3 separate regions of the Sus scrofa genome follow, and regions 2 and 3 are each linked to region 1. Evidence: chromatin contacts called from public Hi-C and promoter capture Hi-C data. All regions are on one chromosome and are shown on one strand. Each heading gives the region's core, a stretch centred on a gene start, on an enhancer-like site or on the middle of the called end of the contact. The rest is flanking DNA. Distances are from core to core; before and after follow the strand shown. Region 1 holds the start of IRAK1 (interleukin-1 receptor-associated kinase 1). Region 2 holds the start of UBL4A (ubiquitin-like protein 4A). Region 3 holds the start of PLXNA3 (plexin-A3).

The links. Promoter capture Hi-C pulls out the DNA fragments that hold promoters and counts their contacts. A called contact is a pair of places that touch in the nucleus more often than the background predicts.
Region 2: a promoter capture Hi-C map of fetal liver shows a contact between it and region 1, with 3 times the contacts expected there. The contact joins the promoter of UBL4A here to the promoter of IRAK1 in region 1. A contact is called at or near these places in 1 of 5 promoter capture datasets (fetal liver) and 1 of 2 datasets of contacts at active chromatin or transcription factors (alveolar macrophages).
Region 3: a contact with region 1 is called in a Hi-C map of epiblast stem cells, with 2.1 times the contacts expected there. The contact joins the promoter of PLXNA3 here to the promoter of IRAK1 in region 1. A contact is called at or near these places in 1 of 5 promoter capture datasets (fetal liver) and 1 of 47 Hi-C or Micro-C datasets (epiblast stem cells).

The regions. Positions count from the first base shown.
Region 1 is chrX:124,723,425-124,726,564 of Sscrofa11.1, reverse strand. IRAK1 (interleukin-1 receptor-associated kinase 1) reads left to right here and starts at 1,710. Exons shown (of 15, transcript XM_003135490.4): 1 at 1,710-1,930; 2 at 2,018-2,185; 3 at 2,318-2,449; 4 at 2,571-2,674; 5 at 2,846-3,031. The coding sequence starts at 1,795. It overlaps LOC106507059 (a long non-coding RNA gene), which reads right to left and starts at 1,513. Exons shown (of 2, transcript XR_001302752.2): 1 at 1,272-1,513; 2 at 1-709.
Region 2 is chrX:125,008,046-125,011,185 of Sscrofa11.1, reverse strand. It overlaps UBL4A (ubiquitin-like protein 4A), which reads left to right and starts at 1,529. Exons shown (of 5, transcript XM_003360512.4): 1 at 1,529-1,668; 2 at 1,803-1,908; 3 at 2,093-2,307; 4 at 2,418-2,524. The coding sequence starts at 1,621. It overlaps SLC10A3 (P3 protein), which reads left to right. Exons shown (of 2, transcript XM_021080745.1): 2 at 1-1,058. The coding sequence ends at 829.
Region 3 is chrX:124,980,872-124,984,011 of Sscrofa11.1, reverse strand. It overlaps PLXNA3 (plexin-A3), which reads right to left and starts at 1,705. Exons shown (of 34, transcript XM_021080740.1): 1 at 1,598-1,705.

The DNA of each region.
Region 1 (3,140 bases), core at 461-2,960:
CTGCAAAGCCGTGTCCGTGAACGTTAAGGGGCGACGTTCACCGTGGGTGTGTGCTGAGCATCCCTCGGGGCCAGCGCTGTCCGCTGTCCCGGGAGCCAGCTGCAGTGTAGCGGGAGCAAGTCGGCCCCAGTCCTGGTTCGCTTGGAGCTCGGCGTGGGCGCGCACGATCGTTCCCTGTGGTTAAGGGGAGTCTTAGGGCTGTCCTGGTGGGGAGTCAGTCACTGGGGCTCCGGGCGCGGCCGGCCTCCTCTTTGGGAGTGGCTGGAGGTGGCCGCATCGTTCGGGGAGAGGCCCGTCTTGGGCAGACCTGTTTTCTGGGAACGCCGCCTGGCGTGGGGCGGAGGGGTGAGCAGCCCTTGGGGGTCAGCAAAGACCTGTTGCCTTTGAAGCGGGCAAGCAGCTGGAGAAACAAAAGGCGAAGTCACCCTGGCTGCTTTGGGGGGGGGTCTTTGCCATCTGGTGGGGGAGGCAGCCAAGTGGAGAGGCTGAAGAAGGACGCGTCAGAGGTGCCGGCCAAGCAGGGGCTGTGGGAGGCTCGCCTGAGGGGCCCAGGGAGCTCTCCGCCGAGCTTCCGCCCGGGGGGCTGTCTGAGCTCCAGCTGGTCCGGTGCGGGCCACGCAGCTGCAGGGCAGGTCGCTGCAGGGCAGGTCGCATTCTTGGAACCCTAAGGAGCTCTGGATGGCTGCAGGCTGCTGCTGTGTGCCGAGCGCTAGACAGAGGTGGACAGGAAGGGGCTGGGTGACGACAGCAGTGGGGGCAGGGCGGAAGAGCTGGGACCCCAGCGGAGGGCTTCGGGGAACCCCGGGAAGGCCCGAAGCAGGCAAGTGAGGTGGCTTGAGTTGTGCCTAAGGAAGACGACCCGGCACTAAGAGGTAGCACTGGGGGCAGTGGGCCTGTGGGCAAGAGATGGACTCCAGGAAAGCTCAGGGAGGTGACAGGGAAATAGCAGCTGCTGCCGCGCCAAGCGCCTGAGACCCCAAGGACACCAATGGCTGCCCAGCAGAGTGCGACCAGTGTGCGGCCAGCCCTGGGAGCTCGGTGCCCGATGAGCGCTTCAGAAAGGAGGGGGGGACCGCCAGCTGAGCCAGGAGGGTGACAAGAGGGAGGAGCGACAGCAGGAACCGAAGGCCTCTTTTCAAGAGATGTAAACACGTTTCATGTGCCAGTGGCGGAGGAGCCAACAAAGAAAGAGATACGGCAGGTGCTGCAAAGAGCGGGAAAGATGGGCTCCCGCGCCCAGGAGGTGGCTGGAAATGCTGAGTTGGGCTGACCTGCTGTAAAGCTTCCAGACCGTTCTTCTGCACCCCGCCTCGGCCAGGCCGCCTCTGCGACCCACATCTGACCCTGCCCTGCCCGGATCCGTTGACCACCCTCCGCTGCCTCCTAGATAAAACCAACTTCTTAAGACGGCCTCCCGGGGCCCCTCGGCCGGCCCGGTGCCAGCCCTTTCCGGAACAACCCCGCGCCGCCGCCGCTCCGAGCCCGCCCCTCCTCTTGGGAGCCCGCCCCCCCCCCGCCCCCCCCCCCCCGCGCCGGGCCCACTGCGCAGCCTTCCCGCCGAGCGGTCGCGCGCGGCGCCCCCGTGTGGCCGGGGCTCGCGGCGGCGGCGGCGGCAGCGGCGGGCGACATGGCGGCGGGCCCGGGCACCGCCCCTTCCGCCCCGCCGGGCGTCGCACGAGGCCGGCTTAAAGGGGAAGTGAGTCAGTGTCCGCGGACCCGGCCGGCCGAGGCCCGCGCCCGCCGCGGCCCCGAAAGGCCGCGAGAGGCCCCGGCCGGGCGGCGGCGGCAGCGGCCATGGCCGGGGGGCCAGGCCCGGGAGACCCCGCGGTCCCCGGCGCCCAGCACTTCTTGTACGAGGTGCCGCCCTGGGTCATGTGCCGCTTCTACAAGGTGATGGACGCCCTGGAGCCCGCCGACTGGTGCCAGTTCGGTGGGTGGCGGCGGGCCGGCGGGGGCGGGGCGGGGCGGGGAGCGCGCGGGGCCCCGGCGCCCAGGCCTGACGACCCCCGCCCCGCAGCCGCCCTGATCGTGCGCGACCAGACCGAGCTGAGGCTGTGCGAGCGCTCCGGGCAGCGCACGGCCAGCGTCCTGTGGCCGTGGATCAACCGCAACGCCCGCGTGGCCGACCTCGTGCGCATTCTCACGCACCTGCAGCTGCTCCGCGCGCGGGACATCATCACAGCATGTGAGCGCGCGGTGGCCCTCGCCCCCACGCCGGGCCCCGGGCTAGGGGTCGCCCAGGGCGTCCCACGGAGCTCTTCCCCCCTCCCCGCCCCGCGCCTGGGCCTAACAGTCCTTTCCTTCCTCGGTGTCCTAGGGCACCCTTCCGCCCCTTTTCTGCCCCCGAGCAGCACCACCCCCAGGCCCAACAGCATCTCTGCACCCTTGGAGGCCAAGGCCCCCAGCCCCCGGAAGTTGCACTCGTCAGCCTCCACCCTCCTCTCCCCAGGTAAGACAGCCCGGCCGGGTGTGGGCTTGAGGAACCTGAGAAAAGGACCCCCTTGACCCTGGCCATGGCAGTGAATCCTGCGGCCGGTCGCCGTCTCCCTGTCACTGGTGTCTTTATGCAGCTTTTCCAGGCTCCCAGACTCATTCTGACCCTGAGCTCGGCCCTCACACAAGCCCTGCCGCCCTCCAGCCCCCAGCGCTATCTGCAGCCCCTCTCTCTACCCAGGTAGGTGGGTCCTGCGGGCCCGCGGGTCTGAGACAAGCCCGAAGAAACCCAGCCTTCGCTACACTGGGGAGCCCCAGCCAGCCCAGCAGGGGCGCTGGGAGTTGAAGGAGCTTGTGGCCTGGGCAGAGGGGAGGAGACAGGCCTCCCCTGATCCGGGGTCTCTGCCCACAGCCAAGCCCAGAAAGCTCAGGGTCCCTCTTGCCGGGGGCCCCCTCTTCGTTCTGCTGGCCCCTCCACGAGATCCGCCAGGGCACCCAGGACTTCTCAGACGCGCTGAAGATCGGGGAGGGCGGCTTCGGGTGTGTGTACCGGGCGGTGATGAGAAACACGGTGTACGCTGTGAAGAGGCTGAAGCAGGTGCGTGGAGCAGCCGGCAGAGGCCCCGGTCCTCCCCCCGCTGCTCCCCCACACCGCTCTTCCACCCTCCGATGCCTCTGTTCAAAGCCCCCAGCCCCTTGCTTATTCC
Region 2 (3,140 bases), core at 280-2,779, 280 kb before region 1:
CAACAAGTGCTCATTCGGGTGCAAAGTGGAGCTCGAGGTTCTGAAGGGGCTGCTGCAGAGCCCCCAGCCCATGCTGCTGGGCCTCCTGGGCCAGTTTCTGGTCATGCCCTTCTATGCTTTTCTGATGGCTAAGGTCTTCATGCTGCCCAAGGCCCTGGCTCTGGGCCTCATCCTCACCTGCTCGTCGCCCGGCGGCGGGGGGAGCTACCTCTTCAGCCTCCTCCTTGGAGGGGATGTCACCCTGGCCATCTCCATGACTTTCATCTCAACAGTGGCGGCCACCGGTTTCCTGCCGCTGTCCTCGGCCGTCTACAGCCGCCTGCTCAGCATCCACGAAACACTCCACGTGCCCATTTCCAAGATCCTGGGGACCCTGCTGTTCATCGCCATCCCCATAGCAGCAGGCGTGGTGATCAAGTCCAAGCTCCCCAAGTTCTCGCAGCTGCTGCTGCAGGTCATCAAGCCCTTCAGCTTTGTGCTGCTCCTGGGCGGCCTCTTCCTGGCCTACCGCATGGGGGTCTTCATCCTGGCAGGCGTCCGGCTGCCCATCGTGCTGGTGGGCCTCACGGTGCCCCTGGTGGGCCTCCTGGTGGGCTACTGCCTGGCCACGTGCCTGAAGCTCCCGGTGGCCCAGCGGCGGACAGTCAGCATTGAGGTTGGGGTGCAAAACAGCCTGCTGGCCTTAGCCATGCTGCAGCTGTCTCTCCGCCGCCTTCAAGCCGACTACGCCTCCCAGGCCCCCTTCATCGTGGCCCTGAGTGGCACCTCCGAGATGCTGGCCTTAGTCATCGGCCACTTCATCTATAGCAGCGTGTGCACAGTTCCCTGAGGCCCCTCGGGCCAGCTTTTGCCACCCCTAACCCAGCCTCCGCCCACTTGTCCCCACAGTTCTTGTGTACCAAAGGCCTTTAGTTCTCATGCACTATGCACTCAGAAAAATCCAGGCTTATTTTTTTTACTGGTTTTTTATTCTCCAGCTTTCAGTGCCAAAGAGGCCATGCTGAGTTAGGTAGGTGGGCACTGCCCAGAAAATATATTTCAATAAAAGAGAGAAGCAAGCTCGGGTCCCTTCCAGTCTTTGCCCTTTGAGGCCGGCCGGTGGGGCAAGGACGGATGCGGCTGGGTCGCTGGGTCGGCGGGGAAGGGGCGGAGGCCGGCTGGCTAACAGACTTTCGGCCCTCGGTCCCCACGCATCCCCTCCGAGGGGCGGGCCCCTCGCTTCTAGAAGGAGCAGCGGGCAGACGAGCGCCTGGCTCCCCCGCCTGCTTGCTCCCCAGCTCAGCTGGTCTGCCGCGGGCAGCGGGAGACGAGCAGGACCGGGCCAAGCCCCCTGCGGCCTCGCGCCGCAGGAGCAGAGAGCCGACCGGCTCCCACGCCTCCGAGGCCCGGCTCCGCGACTCGCGCCGCCGCCGCCGCCACATCCCGGCCGCCCGCGTGCGGCGGCGGCGGCGGCGGCGGGGCGGGGCGTTGTGGGGGCGGGGCGGGCGGGGCGGCGGCGGGCGCGCCCCTCGCGCGGCTTCCGGCGGCGGCGGGCGGTTCCGGCGCGCGCCCGGGGCGGCGGCGCGCGGCAGGGGGCGGTTGGGGTGCGCGCCGGCCGGAGTGGACGCCGCCGCGGCCGCCATGCAGCTGACGGTGAAGGCGCTCCAGGGCCGCGAGTGCAGCCTGCAGGTACGGCGGCCGGGCCCCCGGCTCGCTGGGTCAGCCCCCGGGCGCCGGGGCCGGCGGCGCCGGGGAGGCCGGGAGGGCTGCCCGGGGCCGAGGCCGCCGCCTCACCCCCTGCCTTCCATCCTTGGCCCGGCCAGGTGTCGGAGGACGAGCTGGTGTCCACGCTGAAACATCTGGTCTCCGAGAAGCTAAACGTCCCCGTGCGCCAGCAGCGGCTGCTGTTCAAGGGCAAGGCCCTAGCAGGTAACCGGGGAGCCCCGCGGGAAGTCGGGGCCGAGCCTGCGCAGCGGTGCGGCGGATGGGGCTCTGGCCGCTGGAGCGCCGGGGAGGTGGCCTCCTCAGCCAGGTGTCGCAGCGCCCCCGCCTGGCCTCGCTGAGGCCATCCCCACCCTTGCGGGCGACACCTCCATCCCTCTCTCTCGGGCAGATGGGAAAAGACTCTCCGATTACAGCGTTGGGCCCAATTCCAAGCTCAACCTAGTGGTCAAACCGCTGGAGAAGGTGTTGCTGGAAGAAAGCGCGGCCCGGAGACTGGCTGAGGCCCCGCCCCCGCCCCCAGCCGCCTGGCAGCTGGTCTCCAAGGTCTTGGGCCGCCACTTCAGCGCTGCAGATGCCAGCAGAGTCCTGGATCAACTGCAGAGGGTGAGAAGGGTCGCCCGCCGCCGCCGCCGCCGCCGCCGCCGCCGGCCCCCGCCTCAATCACAGGGTCGTCCCGCCGCGCGCCCCTGAATCCTCCCGGCCTCTCTCCTCAGGATTACGAGCGGTCCCTGAGCCGGCTGACCCTGGATGACATCGAGCGCTTGGCTAGCCGCTTCCTGCACCCCGAAGTGACTGAAGCTATGGAGAAGGGGTTCTCCAAGTAGGATTCTCGGAGTGTGGGGAGGAGCCTGGCCAGGCCACAAGCTGCATGTAGCATTAAATGTGTTCTCATGTTGCAATTTGGCTCATAACAGTAGCTGGCGGGTACCGGGTACCTGCACCTGGCTCTCGGTAGGTGCCCGGCACCGCTCAAAGCCCTTGCCCTGGGTTTGCTCCCACACTTTGCACAGAAGGTGAGACAGCCAAGGCTCCTAGCGGTGTCCTAGGGGAGCCAGAATCTGAGTGCAGCCAGCTTCTAGAAGTGCCTCAGGGTGAGGAGGAGAAAGGCGTTGTTTTAGAAGGGTTCTGAGGGGCGCGGGGGGGGGGGGCGCATTTCCCGTTTAGCCCACTGGGCAGGAGCCCGCTAGCCGCACTTTTCCAGGCCCGAAAGGGGAGGCATCGGGTGCCTGCTGCCCAGAGGCCAAGTGACACAGGCCCAGGCCCCCCAGCTGCTGCCAGCAGTACGCAGCTGACGAAGGAGGAGCAGGCTGGGGAGTCTGTGCTGTGACCTTAGGCAAGTCCCTGTGCCACGTTGGTCCCCAGCCATTGACTCCACGCGGCAAGGAGAGTCAGCCAGTCAGCTTCCTTGACCCCCCAGCTGCAGCGAGCCTCCCCCT
Region 3 (3,140 bases), core at 456-2,955, 260 kb before region 1:
GCTGGCAGAGAGGAGGGGCCTCCACCGGGCGCAGGAGTGAGCGGCGAGCGCAGGCAGGCTCGGGGGCATCAATCACTCCCCACCCGCTGCTGGAAAGGGGCCCTGAGGCCTCGCCGCAGCTGGGCCACACCCAAGGGGGCAGCAGAGCCAGCTGCTGGGAAAGGCAGGCTGGGCGGCCCTCCCAGAAGGAGAACCCAAACACCAGACCCCCGAGCTGAGGGTGGCCAGCCCAGGCCACAGACACGCCCCACACCCCAGCTGGGGGACAGGGACAGGCAGGGAGAAAACAATCGCAAATTGGCAGCGGGTGTCAGGACACTACCCGGGACAGAGGCCCAAGGCTTCGAAGCCTGAGACCAGTCGCAGGACGCCACATCCAGGTTCCTGGCCGCAGCTGCCTCCCTGCCCAAGGCCTCCCTCTGCTAGCTGTCCAGGAGCCTGCTGTGTAGCCTATACCGGCTGCAACACAAAGCCGAGTCGCGCCTGCCCCCACAGCCACGCACAGAGACAGACATAAGTCAGGCTCTGCTCAGGCGCAGCCAGACAGATGCCCAGGCAGCCCCGCGCAGCTCTTCCTCCAAACCCAGAGGTTCGCTGGGGAAAGGGAGACGCAGGGGGGCCCGAGGAGCCCTACGGAAAGGAGGCCACGGTCGCAATACAGCTGAGACCTTGGGGAGATGGGCTGGGGGCGCACAGAAGCAGTACTGCGCTTGGCTGGGTCTTCACCCCTAGGCCACACCCAGCCCTCGACCAGCTCCAGGCAACCAAGCCAGTAGAGCAGTGTCGTGGCAGCGGACAGGGCAGGGCTCAGGGCTCCGCTCTCAGTGCCCAAGCCCCCAGGGAGACACAAGGTACCCGGCCGGGGCGGGGTGGGGGGGGTGCAGAGACCCAAACCAAGGAGGCACAGAAGAAAGCGGGGAAATGCATTTGCTGGAACAAGGAGCAGACACAGCCTGGAACTGCCGAGTTTCAGCTCAGACTGATCATCTCTCTGGGGCTCTTTTGTCAGGTCCGAATCCTGGACCCTCCATGCAACAGCCGGAGAAGAAAGAAAGAGAAGGAGGCCTCATCCCCTCCTCACCTCCTCCACTCGGCGGCACAGGAATACAAGCGGAAGAATGGGCCTGGGCAGGTGGCCTGGGAGACCTGGAGAGGCAGGACTGGCAGCCCAAGCGCCCACCCCAAACCTTAGCCTGTAAGTGAGAGCCTGGGGCATCACCGGCTCCCCCACCTCTCTGCTACAGCCCGGCCAGCAGAGCCCTAGGAGGGGACAGACCCTCGCAGAGACCCGGCTCCAGCGCCCACTCCCCAGTGCCCCGCGCTGTGCTCCTGGCCCGGCTCGCCCTGCCCCCACCAGGGACGCCCCCCTCGGCGGACCCACAGGGACCCCCATGGAGGGCGGCGCGGCATCAGCCCTTGCAGCGGCCGCTCCTCCGCCACAAAGGGTCGGTCCCCCACAGGGCTGGCCCCGGAGAAGGCAGGGGGCCCGGGCGGGCCCTGACCCCTTCGGGGCTGAGCCGAACCCCCGGGCTGCGGGAGCCCCGGGCCGCCGAGCAGGCGGGACCCCCACGGGAGGCAGGGGATGGCGGCCACCTACCTGTCCCTTCGCCGCCGCTGGCTCCGGGGGGCCGCCCTCCAGCCCCACACCGGCCCCGTTCGCGCGCCCCGCCGCCGCCGCCGCCGCCGCCGCACCCCGCAGCCCGCGCGCCAGCGCCGCTGCCGCCGCCGCCCACACACTGGGCCGGCCCGCCGCCGCCGCCGGGGCCTTTTAAACCCGGACCGTACCACCGCGCCGGGCGGGGGCGCCCGGGGAGGACCGAGCGGCGGGGCTCACGCGCGAGGGCCGCTCTCCGCGGAGCCAGGGAGAGGCCCAGGGCGCAGGCCAGGCCCCGAGAGCCGCTGGGTCCCCGCCCGCGAGCCGACGCCCCTCGCGCCGGGGCCGCGGCCGCGGCGCGCGTCTCTCCCCCTCGTCGCGGCCGGCGGCTCGGGCAGCCCCGGGAACCGCGCGCCCGCGCGCGCCCGCGCCACACCCCCTCGGGCCGCGGGCGCGCGCAGACCCCGCCCCGGCGCTCGGGGGCGCGCCTGGGGCCACCTGCCGCGCGCGCGCCGCGCTCCTCGTCCCCGCCCTTCCTTCAGGCGCACACCTGCCACGGCCTCGCGGCCCCGAGGCCCCTCTGCCTGCGACGGTCGGTGACCCCGGGCTCGGCGCGAGGCCTCGGAGCTGTCGGCCATTCGCACGGGGCCCTGCCCCACGCGCGGCCCTCGGTTTCTCTCATCGCCTTGGTTTCCTTGGCCTTTTCGGTTTAGACGGCTTCCTTGAGATGGCATCCATCTATCCTGCCAGTGGCTCATTTACAGTGTCACGTTGGGCCAGTGTCTGGTGTATTCACAAAGTTGGGCAACCAGCCACATTATTAGACCCGCAAACGTCTTCATCACCCCCAAAGAAAAGCCCCGAGTACCCACTATCAGTCCTCGCTGGTCCACCTCTCACCCGCCCTGGCACAGCCCACCTCCAGCCGGCCGCACTGCCCCCACCCCAGGCCCCGGTGCCCACTCCTCCACTTGCGGCCGATGGCTTTCCCTCTTCTGGCCGTCTCACAGCAGTGGATTCACACAATCCGCTTGGGTCTTTGGCGTCTGGGGTCTTCCGCTGAGCATGATGTTTTGATATTGTGACCTGTATCAGGACTTTGTTTCTTTTTAGGGCCAAAGAATATTCCATTACTTGGATATTCCACTGTTATTGATGCGTTCATCAATTGGCAGGCACTGCTGTCGTTTCCATCTTTCGGCTCGGGTGAACAACGCTGCTACAGACATTCCTCTCTATGTTTTTGTGCGAACGCGTTATCGTTTCCCTTCCACTTAGGAGTGAAACTGCTGGGACAAACGATAACTCTGTTTTTAATGTTTTTAAAAATTTATTTGTCTTTTTGCCATTTCTTGGGCCGCTCCTGCGGCATATGGAGGTTCCCAGGCCAGGGGTCGAATTGGAGCTGTAGGCGCCGGCCTACGCCAGAGCCACAGCCATGCGGGAATCCGAGCCGCGTCTGCGACCCACACCACAGCTGAAGGCAACGCCGGATCGTTCACCCACTGAGCAAGGGCAGGGACCGAACCCGCCACCTCATGGTTCC